Regions from separate parts of the Rattus norvegicus genome. Here region 1 is linked to region 2. Evidence: chromatin contacts called from public Hi-C data. All regions are on one chromosome and are shown on one strand. Each heading gives the region's core, a stretch centred on a gene start, on an enhancer-like site or on the middle of the called end of the contact. The rest is flanking DNA. Distances are from core to core; before and after follow the strand shown.

The links. A called contact is a pair of places that touch in the nucleus more often than the background predicts.
Region 1: a contact with region 2 is called in a Hi-C map of Schwann cells, with 4 times the contacts expected there. The contact joins the promoter of Fbxl12 here to the promoter of Zfp26 in region 2. A contact is called at or near these places in 4 of 12 Hi-C or Micro-C datasets (Schwann cells, hepatocytes, kidney and 1 more).

The regions. Positions count from the first base shown.
Region 1 is chr8:27,454,341-27,461,559 of GRCr8, forward strand. Fbxl12 (F-box and leucine-rich repeat protein 12) reads right to left here and starts at 3,432. Exons shown (of 3, transcript NM_001399819.2): 1 at 3,039-3,432; 2 at 2,860-2,932; 3 at 1-137. The coding sequence starts at 3,124. It overlaps Ubl5 (ubiquitin-like 5), which reads left to right and starts at 5,325. Exons shown (of 5, transcript NM_001048243.3): 1 at 5,325-5,498; 2 at 5,714-5,780; 3 at 5,927-6,010; 4 at 6,151-6,188; 5 at 6,939-7,118. The coding sequence starts at 5,725. The coding sequence ends at 6,982.
Region 2 is chr8:27,257,291-27,264,276 of GRCr8, forward strand. Zfp26 (zinc finger protein 26) reads right to left here and starts at 4,359. Exons shown (of 10, transcript NM_001108995.2): 1 at 4,302-4,359; 2 at 3,923-4,041.

The DNA of each region.
Region 1 (7,219 bases), core at 2,182-4,681, 200 kb after region 2:
TGGCCCAGGGCCCGCATCAAGGCAGGGGACAGCTGTGGGGCCTGAGAGCCAGAGAATAGGTAGCCGCCCATGCGCAACGAGTGGAGCCGGGACGCCATGTACCGGCGCAGGAGGTGCCACATGACTTTCGGCCGCATCTGTAAGAGCCAGAGATTGGGATGGCTGGGTAAGAGATACGGGGGCTCCAAGAAGATCCATCTAGCTGGTGACAGGCATGCCTGGGACCTGGGTTCTGGTCTCTCTCTGGGATTTTGCTCTTCTCTGAGCGTTCTTCCCTAGAGCAAAGTGGTTTCTTTTGCTGGGTATCAAGACTTAATCCCAGCCAGCACACAGGGGAGGCTGAGACAAGAGGATCCAGAGTTGTGGCCAGCCTATCTAGTCAAGTGCAAAGCTCCCAAGTTCAGTGGAAGACCCTGTCTCAGGAACAAATAAGGCGGAGTCAGGGACTGCAGTGCACACCTCTGGGTTGGGTGGGGAACAGCACAGAAACAAGAGGATCTCTCTAAATCCCAGGCCAGTCTGATCTACACAGCAAATGAAGGCTACTTAATGAGATCCTGTTCCAAACAAAAGAAAATAAATAATTTACATTTACATATATGGGTACAAGCATGTGTGTGCATGTGCATGTATGTGTGTGTGTGTATGTGTGTGTGAGAGAGAGAGAGAGACAGAGAGACAGAGAGACAGAAAGACAAGGAAGCTGAGGAAGATAGATACCCTACACTGACCTATGGCCTCTACTTGCTCTTTTTTTTTTTTTTTTTTCCCCGAAGCTGGGGACCGAACCCAGGGCCTTGCGCTTCCTAGGCAAGCGCTCTACCACTGAGCTAAATCCCCAACCCCCTCTACTTGCTCTTGTACACATCTGTATTTGCACTCATGCATATACACACACATGTAGATGTAGGTACATGCACACAAAACTATGCAATCAAAAAAACAATACAGTGCATTTCATTGTATGTTCATTTTATCCAAAAGAAAAGAAGAGAAAAGAAAGCTGGGTAGAGCAAACGATTTGTTGCTTATGCTGGGATGGAATCCAGGACCTCGGGTATAGTAAGGACATGGCTGAGAACTCAGTTATAACCCAGTTCACAGCACACCCTTACTTTTAATGACACTGGGGAGTGAAATCCAGGGCCTCGTGCAGCCCAGGAAAACATTCTAGAGCTGAATCACAGTTCCAGGCCTTCTCTGAATTTGTACTTCAAGGCAGGGCAGAGGTAAATTGCCCAGGCTGGCCTTGAACTTATGATCTTCCTCTCTCAACCTCTGTAGTAACAAGTCTTTACTAGGCCCAGTCTTACGGTATAAAATTTCTTGACCACTTTTTAACAGAGAAAATAAATCTTTTAAAAAATAATCTGTTGCTAGAGAAATGGCTAACACTTTTTATGACTTTATTCTATTACTATAAAATTTCGCTGGACAGAGTTAGTGCACACACATCATTAGTCCCAGTAGGTGGAACTGGAGTTCAAGGCCCACCTGGTCTACAGACTGAGCTCCAGGACTGCCAGTGCCACACAGAGAAACCCAGTCTCAATAAAAATAATAATAAAGTAAAAAAAATTGTCATGGAATTATTCTATTTAAACACGTATTTGAGAAAACCCAACTCTGTATTCTCCGTACATGGTTAGTCACTCATATTTGGCTCCAGAGTAAATTCTTATCCACTCTGAGGTAACAGTTATATTTCGCATTGACAGATGCTGTCTCAAAAGACCAAAAAATAGAAATTGGGCACGAGGCTGTGTCAGTGAAGTGCTTGCCTAGCAAACCGGCGTGGATCTGGTTCTCAGCACCACATGGACTGTGTGATGGCACACACCTGTAATCCCAGCCCTCAGGAAAAGGCAAGAGGAGCAGAATCTTTGTCATCCCAGGCTGCATGGCCAGCTGGAAGCTACCGTGGGATACATGAGACCCATCTCAAAAACTAAAACAACAAACCCAGAACACTGAAAAGTTATGAGCTTGCATTTATTGAATGCTGGAGACCACACACTGGTCTAAATCATCTCTCTCTGCAACTGGCTAAGTTCTACAATATGCCAGACATGAAGGCACTTTTTTGTTTTTCTTGGTGCAAGAGATGGAGCCAAGGCTTCACCAGAGTCAAACACTCCGTCACCGATAGCTCCACAAGCATTATCTTTAATCCCCATATCTTGGATGAGAAACTGAGGTCTGAACGTTGCAGAGGAGGAGAAAAGGCTACTGCTAGGATAGACATGCAGAAAATTCCAAGCACGAACTCACTTAAAAACCAAACCAGTGGGGTGGTGGTGCACACCTTTAGTCCCAGCACTGGAGGAGGAGTTCCAGGCCAGCCAGGGCTACAGAGAAATTTTACTTGGAGGAAAAAAACAAATAAACAATACCCAAACACTTCCTGGGCCAGATAAGGTGGCCCACAGCTGTAATTTCAGCACTGAGCAGATTAACGGAGGGGGTGGTTAGTTGGAAACCAGTACATGACTCAGTCAGAAGAGTGCCTTCCTAGCATTCAAGAAACCTAAATTCCATCCCCAGTATTACAGAAATCAGGCATGGAGGCCGACTCTGGTAATCCCAATACTTAGAGGGCGAGGTAGATTAGAAATTCAAGCTCAGCCTCAGCTTCATAGGAAGCTGGAAGCCAGTTTGGGATAGAGATCCTGTCTCAAAACACCCCCCCTCCAAAAAAAATCAACAAAAATACAGAAAAATAAAAGCCTTTAGAAAGTATCAAAAATAAATAAATAAAACCAAGAGCAAACAAACACTAGAAAACAAAATAAAGCACAGGCCCCTCTATCCCAGGGCAGGAGGTTGGCTCTCCCCGCACCGCTCCCGGGTCCCGCGTACCGTGTAGAGCGTCAGGTCGACGTGTCGCCACAGCCACCGGTCATCCACTAGCCTCTTCCAGCGGTGACAGACCCTGGAGGAGTGGACCGGCCGTTAGAACGACCCGGCCCGCTGGGACCGGATCCGCCTCTCCTGCCGAGCCCATGCCCGGCTCTTTCTCCCGAGGAGCGGGGCCGCACCTGGAGATGCGGATCCGGTCCCGGACAGGGAGGTAAGAGAAGATCTCCAAGAGCACCAAGTCTGGGAGGTCAAACAGCGTCGCCATGGTCCAGCCGTCGCGCGCTTCCGTTTCCGGTGGCCGGGAGGCCGCGCTCCCTGGAGGGTGCTGAGGTGGCCGGACTGGCCAAACCGGCGCGACTTTCCGAGGCCTGCCGAGGATCCCTACCTTCCTAGGAAAGTGCCTGAGGCCCCAGGACTGTACTGGCGCGGCCTGACGACCGTTTGGAGGACCAGACTAGAGACTGACTAGGCCTGACTAGCTTGACTAGCGGATGGAACTGGAAATAGGAAAACCTAGATGTGGCTTGGGAGAGGAGGGGGCACGAGGCGTGGCCAGGCCAGGGGAAGACGAACAGCAAACCCGGAAAGCTGGGGGTGATGACCGCCTCGGAGGCGTGGCCATGAGGTGGCGCTAAGGATAAGCAAGCAAAGCCAGAGGGGGTCAGCAGACAAGCCAGGCGTGGCTCTGACAAGGAGGGGACTCAGGACGTAGCCGAGCGGTGAGACGTGACGAGCTCAGGCAGATAGACGCCTTGTAGGCCCGGCTGAGGAAAGCTACACGCCTAGAAGGCGTGGCTCCGGCGGGCAGGGAGTGGTCCTGGGGCGTGGCCAGGGGAGCCAAGGGACCAGGGGACCAGGGGACCAGGGGGCCAGGAGGCCAGGGGGCCAGGCTGAGGAAAAGCAGCAAACTCCCAAAGTTGAACTCCGGGAGAGAGGTAAAGAGACAGAGACTAAGAGCAGCGGGTGTCGCAAGCGAGACCAAAGTACTAGCATTTGAAAAAGCGCCGCCGAGTGGAGGGGTGTGGCCAGGGGCAGAGGAGCAAATTGGAGGCTGTCAGTAACAATGGAAGGCGTGGCTTCAGTAGGAAGAGACCAAGGCGCGCGTCTTTGTGGGACTAGAGCCGAGAAGGCTTGGCTTGAGCTGGAAAAGGTTTAGGGTTGTTGCTAAGCAAACATCATCCAAGGACCAGACCGCATATCCAGAAGAGATGACTTGAGCAGTGAAAAGCTAACAGAGCAGCAAACCCAGAAACCATGACTTGTGTGGGAAGGGGCTCAAGAACCAGGAGTCCTAGCTGGGCCTTAAGACCAAGTTTGTAAAAACCTAGCTTAGGCGTAACAGGGTCCGACATAGGGGATGGGTGGGCGGCAAAGGGAGAAGCTGGGGGACTTAGGACTGGAGTAATGATTAAGAGCAGGAACGAGGTCTAAAAAGCATCGCTGGAGACAGAAACAAGAGCTGAACCAGGAGCTACGTGTGCAGCTCAGTGAGAGAGCCCTTGGCTGCTAACATGCTAGAAGGTCCTAGGTTTGACCTCCGACACTAAAACAAATACCAAAACAAAACAAGAAAAACAAAGCTCACTCTCCAATATGGGAGTCGGGTAGAGCCTGGGAAGTCTTTTCGGAACGGAAACGAGGCATTGGAGAAGAGATATTGGAACAGGACTTCATTCGAAACTGAAAAGTGTGACTGGGATGGGGATGAGGAGCCAGCAGGACAGCCAAGCCAGGGAGGCGTGGCCACAAGCCGCAATAGAAAGCAAAAGTAATGCTTTTTGCTGCCTACGCATAAGGATAAGATTTTGTATAAGTCGTATTAGGTAAGCACAAGGCCCTGGGTAGACTCTTTCTTGAGTCAATATAAGCTTACCTTGCTAAAAGTCCTGTCTGCTCAATAGAGGCGAAACTGGTCAAATTTAAGGGATTCCTCTCCCTTCAGCTCTTGCGAGTCTGTAATCTGGAACAAAGTGTTCCTTGAAGATTAAAAACAAATGCAAAAGATCTTTCCCCGTATGCTGTTTCCAACATTTTCGCAGGCAGGACACGGATACGCGGAGTGGAACGCATCATGGCTTCCTGTCCAGAATACGACTTAGTTTTCATCATGCAGTCTGCACTCCTGAAGTCTCTGAAACGGTCACTACGGTCAGAGGGGAAAGACAAGCACGGGGTTTGAGGCTGAGCTTTGAATGAAAGCAGAAAGCCACAGGCCCTGCATGACTCCATTTCCGCACATCTGCAGCCGGGATTCTGCGGTAGGAGACTTGTCTAGCTTGGAAATGGTCGATCACGCCGCCGCTGAGATCCTTTAGGTCTCTTCCACAATTAAGGAATACCAGTTCTAGCGTCGGCTTAAATCCACTCTTAGCCAGTCTCAGCTCCTCCAGACTGCGCAACAGAATCGCAAATCTTTGCTAGCCCGGAACCCGGAAGCACCTAAGGGCCGGTGTTTCCGTTATATCACTTCCGCTTCCTGTTTCCAGCCCTAAATCCGGTCAGGATTCAGCGTTCGAGCTACAAGTTGTGTCGTCGCTAGGTTCGAGGACATTGGAGGTGAGAAGGCTAAACGGAGAGGCCGGAGATCGCGGGAAGCTGCCAAGACTTGGGAGCCTAGGGGTTGCGGGAGGCAAAGCCGGGTGAGTCTGGGGCTGGGCCTGCCGCAGTTAAGGGGCGGAGTCGCGACTGTCTGTGGTCCCCGCAATTGAAACTGTAGACTGGGGCTGCAGAGGATTTGCGTCGGGTGTTCGGGGAAGTGTGACCAGAGAACTTAACCCAGGAAGGGGCTTTGGGAACCTGGGCGACCCTGGAAGTCCTGACTGCTGCTTTTCATCCCTTTCTCCACCTGGTGTAGCTCCAGCCACAATGATTGAGGTGGTTTGCAACGACCGTCTAGGAAAGAAAGTCCGCGTTAAGTGCAAGTATCCACCGAGGGGTGACTGGCAGGGTCTCTGGGGCAGATGGTGGTATTGGATGATTTCAGTTAAATGACGCTTATGGGGAGGCCTGAAGTCGTCTTCCTCGGTCTATCTTTTCCTTTCATTTACCTTAACTCCTTCGTGCCCAGCACCGATGACACCATCGGCGACCTGAAGAAACTGATAGCGGCTCAAACTGGCACCCGCTGGAATAAGATCGTTCTTAAAAAGTGGTAAGTACGCGCTGGTCAGTATCAGGCTAGAGGGCGTTCGTTGGAGCGAGCACCTCAAGACAATCCCGAAGAGCTTGTTTTCAGGACAAAAAACACCCCACCCCTTATCAGCTTCTCTCTGAAAGCTATCTATCCCGTAGGTACACGATTTTTAAAGACCACGTGTCTCTGGGAGACTGTATCCTTTCAAGAAAGAATTCACGTATTTATCTCAAGTTCTGGTTCTGTGCTGAAACCTGTACAGAAATTAAGCAAGAGGGATGCTTAACTTAGAATATGCCCCATTATGACTACTGAGAAAATGGAAACTGTGGAAATTATTTTGCTGGTGAGAAGGATCGTTGGCGAAATATACTTGGTTCAAAATACTTATTTACTGAATGCCAACTTGAGTGTTGGACAGGAGGAGTGTGACTGTAGTTGAGGAGATGGATGGATGGATGGATTGATGGTTGGGTTTTTTTTTTTTTAATTTGGGGAGGGGAGGTCTGGATCTTTTGTCTGCAATTATGTCTGTGCACCGCATGTATGCCTGCTGCTGGCAGAGACCAGAAGGAAGCTTCAGATTCCCTGGAGCCACCACGGGAGCTCTGGGACGTAAAGCCAGGTCTCTGGGAGAGCAGGCCTGAGAGCTCTTCAGCTGCTGAGCTGTCTCCAGCCTGAATAACCATTGACAATGTATTGTTCTGTGTGTATGATGGGGTGGGGGCACTTGAGGATTTGACTCTGTACACCAGGCTTCAGTGGCAAACAACTTTGCCTTCTCAGTGGTCTTAAGGACCACTGAATATTATTTATAGTTTGGAGTTCTTAGATCAAAGTGTCCATTCCTTAACCCAGGGCTGGGTGTTGAGCCACAGGACCCAGCTGTGAGTAGATGGAAGGTAGATCAGCTCCCAGTGAAAGTTCCTTAATGCTTGCCCTTCAGATGAGATCCACGACGGGATGAACCTGGAGCTTTATTACCAGTAGAGGGGACTCCTCCCTCCTCCCCTCGTCTCCCTGCTCTGCCCTGCCTTCCCCTCCCTCCCTCATTTGACACTGGTATAGATGGTCATTTTTAACAGTTCACATGAATAAAATTTTGCTGCTGCTTTGCTGCTGTCATGCTTGTGTGAGAGCTGTGTCCTGAGGGAGAGCTGGTGTCTGCTGTTAGGTACTGCTCCTGAGGGGAACTCAGGACTGACCGAAAGCTGGTCCTGGCGGTGC
Region 2 (6,986 bases), core at 3,109-5,608:
TTGAAATGTAAATACATTAAATATCCAATGGGGGAAAAAAGAGAAAAAAAAAAACCTAAAACCGCCAGGAAACTTATAACGCTAATAAATTTTCAAAGTAACAGGATACAAAATTAACACACAAAAAACAGTAGCTTTTATATAAATGACATACTGAGAAATAAATCAAGAAAGCCATACCTTTCACAATACCCTCAAAAAACAACAACAATAACAAAAATTGGGATAAGTCTAGCCCAGCAAGTACTTGACTTCTAAAACCTAAAGATATTGAAAAAAAAAAAATTGAAGAGGCTAAAAGGTAGAATGATCCTTGATGCTCATGAATCAGAAGGATTAATAGAATAAAAGGCCATCCTATCAAAAGCAAGTTACAGATTCGACACAATAAAAAATCTCAATGCAACTTTTTCTCAGAAATTGAAAAAAACAATTCTCATCTTCACATGGAAACACAAAGAAAAATCCAAGTCAGTTAAAACTATCCTGAATAATAAATAAGAGAGCTGCTGAAAGGACCAATATTCCATATTTCAAGTTGTCCTGAAGAGCTACAGTAGTAAGAACTACATGGTATTGGCATAAAAAGACACACAAATTCATGGAATTGAATTGAAGACATGGACCTAAGTTCACACACCTATGGACACTGAGTGTTGACAGAGAAACCAAAATACGCACTAGAAAAAAGACAAATGGTGCTGGTTAGACAGGAAGACTATGTGGAGAAAAATACAATTATGTCCACATGTATCATCCTGCAAAAACTCAATCCCAAATGGATTAGGGACCCCAAGGTGAGACCAGATACACTAGTGTGATGGAAGGAGGTTTATTGTCAGAAATACTAATAGGGAATAATCATGGGGATGGGCTCAACCTCACTGGCTCAAGGAAAGACTTTCTGAATAGGACACTGCCATTACAATAGAAAACAATAAATGGGACTTCATGAAACTGAAAAGTTTCTGGGAGGCAGCAGGCTACAGAATGAGAAAAGACCTTTACCAGTCAGTTTACAACTCACAGACAGTTATTATTAAAGAACTAAAAAGTAAAAAGAACCTGAAGAAAACAGCCCATCTGTGTGTGCATGCCTCTGAGTGTGTATGTGCTTTTCGTGTGCAGCACAAATTGAGCTTAACAGGTTTATTTAAAAAACAAACAAACAAACAAAAAAAAAAGCTAGGTCTCAAAGAGGGGTAGATCTGAAAGGAAGCAGGATGGGTGAATATGACCAAAATAAACTATACAAAAGTCTCAAAAAAGTAACAAAAATAAATTGTATAAAAGAAAAAGTATGTGGGGGCTGGTAACATGGCTCAGTGGGTAAAGGGGCTCACTTGTTTGCCTGATAACCTAAGTCTCAGTTTTAGGAGAGACCAATTCTCACAAGTTGTCCCCAGATTCTCAAAAGCGTCCCCAAACCTTCACACTTGTAATATCACACACACACACACACACACACACACACACACACACACACACACACACAAATTAAATAAATGTAAAAATTATATATATTTAATTTTTTATTCTGAGTGCCCCCACCTCCACCACCACTTTGGTCTCCAAATGGCTAGAGACTCATATGGTTTATTTCATTTCCTAACAGGGAAAATCTTAAGCAATGGTTCAGTAATTTATTAATGAGTTGGAAGATTTTGTTGCTTAGAGCAGTGAGTCCTGGAATGATTGCTTCTGCACTTTTGCCAGGTCTATATTTTTTGTTGGGTCCTTATCTTTTACTTTACTAGGGACATCCTGGCTAAGGACAAAAAGTTCAACACTCCAGAGTTGTATCACGTGTGGTACTCAGCACTGCCATCTGTGTGTCTCAAGGAATCCCATTACAGCTCTCAGTTCACTCCTGAAGCAGCCACAGTTGCTGATGCTCTCCTCTAGCACCCTGACATCTACCAAAGAAATGGTCCGAACATGCCTCTAAAACTCCCTTTTGATTTACACATGTAAGCAAACTTTGTAAAGGCTTCTTGGCCTTTTGGCTAAGATCAAGTGTAGTAAATGTTCCCTCCACGTAGTGGTTTAAATGAGAATATCCCCCATACACCCAGAGATTAAATACTTGGTCCCCAACTGGTTTATCTATAATGAGCTAAGTATCTGACTCTCGAAACGTGAAGTAGGGCTTCTTGAAGGTGGTGAAAATAATTTCCTACTCTGAGATTTTACTTGAAGTTTAACTTTGAACAGAACTGTGTTCTACATAAATACATCTTCACTGAATTAGATGTTCACTAGACAGGGCTGACAGTCATCAGATTGCCAGAAGTTTCTCTAGATTGTCATCTTGTAAACAATCTACTCCAAACCCTGGTTTGCACAATGAGAGTGACCATATAGCTTAGGACCTAACTTCCCTTCCTGTTCTTTCCACTGCTTAGGATCAGTAATGAGCACCAGAAGGTGTCTTGACCAGTGTGGTCATCTTTAAATTATTTTGGCCTGCCACCACTTCTGTTCTCAGCGCCTGTAGCAAGTCTGCCCTACTCCACTGTGATTCAAAGAATCCGGACTTTCTCAGCCATACATAACATTTTTGTTCCCACTAATTTGACAATTTTTCTTATTGGGGGCATCTCATTTTGTTGTCTCAGCTAGCCCAAATCTCAAGGATTCAAGCTATCATCTTCCTCAGACATGGTCTCAGTCAATAGTTGACTAACAACTATTATCAACTAAGTCACTGCTGTGACTTCAGTAAGATAAATCCAGAGGACCTGAATCTTAAAGTTCTAATAGTTTAACATATGGTTGTCTTACAATGGTTGAGCTTGGTACATGGATAGAAAGAGATCGCATTAAGCAGTAAACCAACAAACATGTTTTCTCTAATGAAATCTAGATTGTTTTTTTAAAGGCCAGGCATGATGGTTCATGCATGCAAGTAAGCCTAGCACTAGGGAGGCTGAAAAAGGACTGCACTAAAGACACCCTGGGTTATAGGCTTGCCTAGACCTCAGACCTTGTCTCAAAAAGGAATAAATAATAATCATAAAGGAGATGGAGAAATGGTTCCAAAATTAATAGCACTGGCAGTTCTTTCAAAGGACCAGGATTCAATTCCCAGCACCCATATAGCAGCTCATGAAAATCTGTAACTCCACTTACGGGGATCTAATCTGGCTTGAATTGGCTCATTTCACAGGTGGAGAAATAATATAATAATATATCAAATAAAGCCTCATTCATTCCTTAAGAGAGTTCCATTTATTTATTCAATTGTGTGTTTGGGGTGTGTGTGTGTGTGTGTGTGTGTGTGTGTGTGTGTGTGTGTGTGTTTGCCACATAACTGCAAGTACCTAGAGCCTCTGGTCTCCCCATTCCCACAAAGCTGGACTTACAGGCTGTTACAGGCCACTAACATGGGTGCTGGGAACCAAAATCAGATCCTCTGGAAGTGCCATGTCAGCTCTTAACCACTAGTCCATCTCTCCAGTCCCAAGTTCTAGATTTTCATGAGCGATCCCTTCAGTGCCAAATTCCCTATTTCTCACTTGTGAATACTTTCGTGTTGGGATGAAGAGAAGTGGTAAGAGATGCTCTGTGATCTGAACATGCACTGACCAACGAACATGCAGTCTGAGCATTTAACGCTTTCTCTTTTTGCCTAAATGAAATAACTCTAAGTGGATGCATCGGGTTTGGGGGATTAGATAGATAGATAGATAGATAGATAGATAGATAGATAGATACATACATACATACATACATACATACATACATACATACATACATACATAGGCAGGCAGCCAGACAGACAGACAGACAGACAGATAGAACATAGATTGATTGATAGATGATAGATAAAACAAAACTAATGGAATGCAACGGTTTCCAAAAAAAGGAAGGATGCTAAGTTCTAATCGTTGACAGTGAGAGAGACTAGAAAGCTCCTCACCCTGGAACTTTTCTGTTCCATCAAATTCCTCCCACTGCTCACAGTGAAGAGGATGGCCAGGTTCGTGGGGCTATGGGGAGCCAAGCTGGACTCCAACGGCGGCGGAAATTCTTTTCTTTCTGGAAAGAAAAATTTTTGTAAGATTACCTTAAAGGCGTTCGAGGCAGCAAGGACAACATTCGAAGGCACAGGGAGCTCAAATACGGTTCAAGTGAAATGGCCCCCGGCAGGACCGGAGGACTATAGGGCCCTGGCCTCTGAGAAGCGACCGGGCAAGACGCGCAGCCCCGGGACGAGCGGAGCCAGGAGCTGCCACCGAGGCCACACCCGGGCCTCACTCCCCACCGCCGCCACCGCCCATCCCCTCACCCAGCCTCACCAGAACCCGCCCAGCCGGCCTGCTACTGTCGAGAAAAAGAGAACGGGGCCGCGCGAAGCCACACCGGAAGAGACGGAGGCGAGCCGCGGTTCACTTCCGTTTATCGAGTCGGAATCCTTCCGGAATAGAAATTTCGGTTCCCGGGACCTGGATGCCGATTGATTCCGTAGCGGGGGTTAAAAACCCAGTAAAGGATGAAATTGAAGTTTGAGCAAGATTTCTGGGCGAGAACAGCTTTCCCGACGACCAATCCCAGAGCAAAGTTAAACACAGACCGGGAAGTACGGGGTCTCAGGAGGCTCACAAACTTTCCCCACCTCCTCTTAGTTTCTGCACTTCCTGGGCAGATAAAGTGTCAGGTCTGTGAACCAGCCTATCACTTCCACTGAACCACTTTATTTTTATTTTTATTATCTGGATACCATGTTAAATTCTAATCGTTGATAGTTAGACGGTCTAGAAAGACGGGGGAGAGGACATGAAAAAAGAAAAAAGCCTCTCACCCTGAGACTTTTTGATGAAAAATGTAAAATATGAACACAACTGATACAGCCAAAAAATTGGCAACAGAGAAAAATGTGTGTTCTCATAAAATATCTCAAACTAAGGTGTTAAAAGCAAAAATCAGTCCATTGACAATACATTCCCGCAACCACAACACACAGAGGCAGAGACAATCTTCCTGAGTCGAGGCCTGCTAGATTCACAAAACAAGTCCCAAGCCCGCCAGCACTACAAAATGAAAACTCATCTCAAAACAAGATGAAAATAATGAGGTGACAAATAAATTCTACTTACTTAGGGCCAAAATGTCTATAATCTTGAATTTAACATATTAGCGGTCCTCTCGACCCTATGTCTGAACAGTGTACCTTATAAAACCATCTTACAATTTCATTTACAAACAGAAACTCCTTAAGAGTAAACCAGTTAATATATTCTACTTAATTTTTAAATGTTATTTAAATTTTAAGCTTCACTTAATCTTTAAACCTTATTATAAATTACATCATTTGAGAAATATAACTTAGGAAGCCACAAGATGTGTGTGTGTGTGTGTGTGTGTATTGATATATCTGTATTCATTGAAGATACACTTAAAATGAGATACCTGTAGACGTGCACACCAGTATCTTGTGATTTTGCTGTCTCTATAACTTTCTATCTTCCACTAATCCAGCACTCAGGAGGCACAGACCAGTGGACATCTATAAATTTGAGGCTAGCCTAATCTACAAAGCAAATTCTAGGACAGCCAGGGGCTAATATGTAGAGAAACTGTGTCAAAGAAAAGGAGGAAGAGGAGAACAACAAAAACAAAGTGTGTGTGTGTGTATACATACATACATGTGTGTGTGTGCTCATGTGAGTGTGTATATACATATGTGTGTGCGTGTGTGTGTTAACACATACATACATACATGTGTGTATGTGTGTATGCATGTGAGTGTGCGCATACATATGTGTGTGCGTGTATGTGTGTGTGCATGTGTGTGTGAGTGTGTTATACATACATATATGTGTGTATGTGTGTGTGCACATGTGAGTGTGTGTATACATACATGTGAGTGTGCGTGCGTGTTTGTATACATACATACATGTGTGTGCACATGTGAGTGTGTGTGTATACATACATATGTGTGAGTGTGCATGCGTGTGTGTGTGTGTGTGTGTGTGTGTGTGTGTGTGTGTGTGTGTGTGTGTGAAAGAGAAAGAGAGCCCTGGCCGTCTAGGAGAGCTTTACACCTTCATATTATGTTTGCTCCTGGAATAAAAGTGGTCGTGCAGTGTTCCTTTCGTGTGTGTGTGTGTGTGTGTGTGTCTGTCTGTCTGTCTGTCTGTCTGTCTGTGTGTGTGTGCTGTGACTTAGCCTGTCCGTCACCACCTTTACTTGCTACAACCAGATATCATGAGATTGGTTTCAAATGTCTTGGTGAATTGTGATTATAAGCTAGCCTCGGACGCTGTCCTGAATATCTGATTTAAGCCCTGCAGGCCCTTGCAGGATTTGCTCACAGACCCAAGTTGGAGCATTTGTGAGTCGCAGTTGAAACCTGTGTGTCATTCACAGTCTGGAGGTTGCCCACCCAGCAGTTTATTTCATGTAGTAAATATGCAAATGTGTTTGGCCTTTCACTAGAGATTTCACAGGAGAAGTTGCTAAGTACTTTTTAGCTTTTATTGAATTTCTGTTTTGTGTGTTCATGGACATGTGTGCTTTGGTGTGCTTTGGAGGTCAGAGGATAACTTACAGGCATCAATTCTCTCTTTTCACTCTGTGGGTCACGGGAATCGAACCCAGATCATTAAGCTTGCATACTTATAAATCTTAGTTTTTAATTCATTCTCTCTCTCTCTCTCTCTCTCTCTCTCTCTCTCTCTCTCTCTCTCTCTCTAATTGGGGAGCCCTATGAGGCAGGGTCTCTTTATTATGTAGCTCTGGCTGTCCTGGGAGTTCACTATGTAAAGGAAGCAGACCTCAAACTCAAAGAAACTCACCTTCCTCTCCCTCCTATGTTTGTGGTGTTGTTGTTGTTGTTGTTGTTGTTGTTGTTGTTGTTGTTGTTGTTGTTGAGACAGAGTCTCTCTACATAGAGCAGGCTGAGCTTGAGGCCTTGGAACACACAGAGCTCTGCCTGTCTCTATCTCCTAAGTGCTGGAATTAAAGAATGAGCCACCACACCC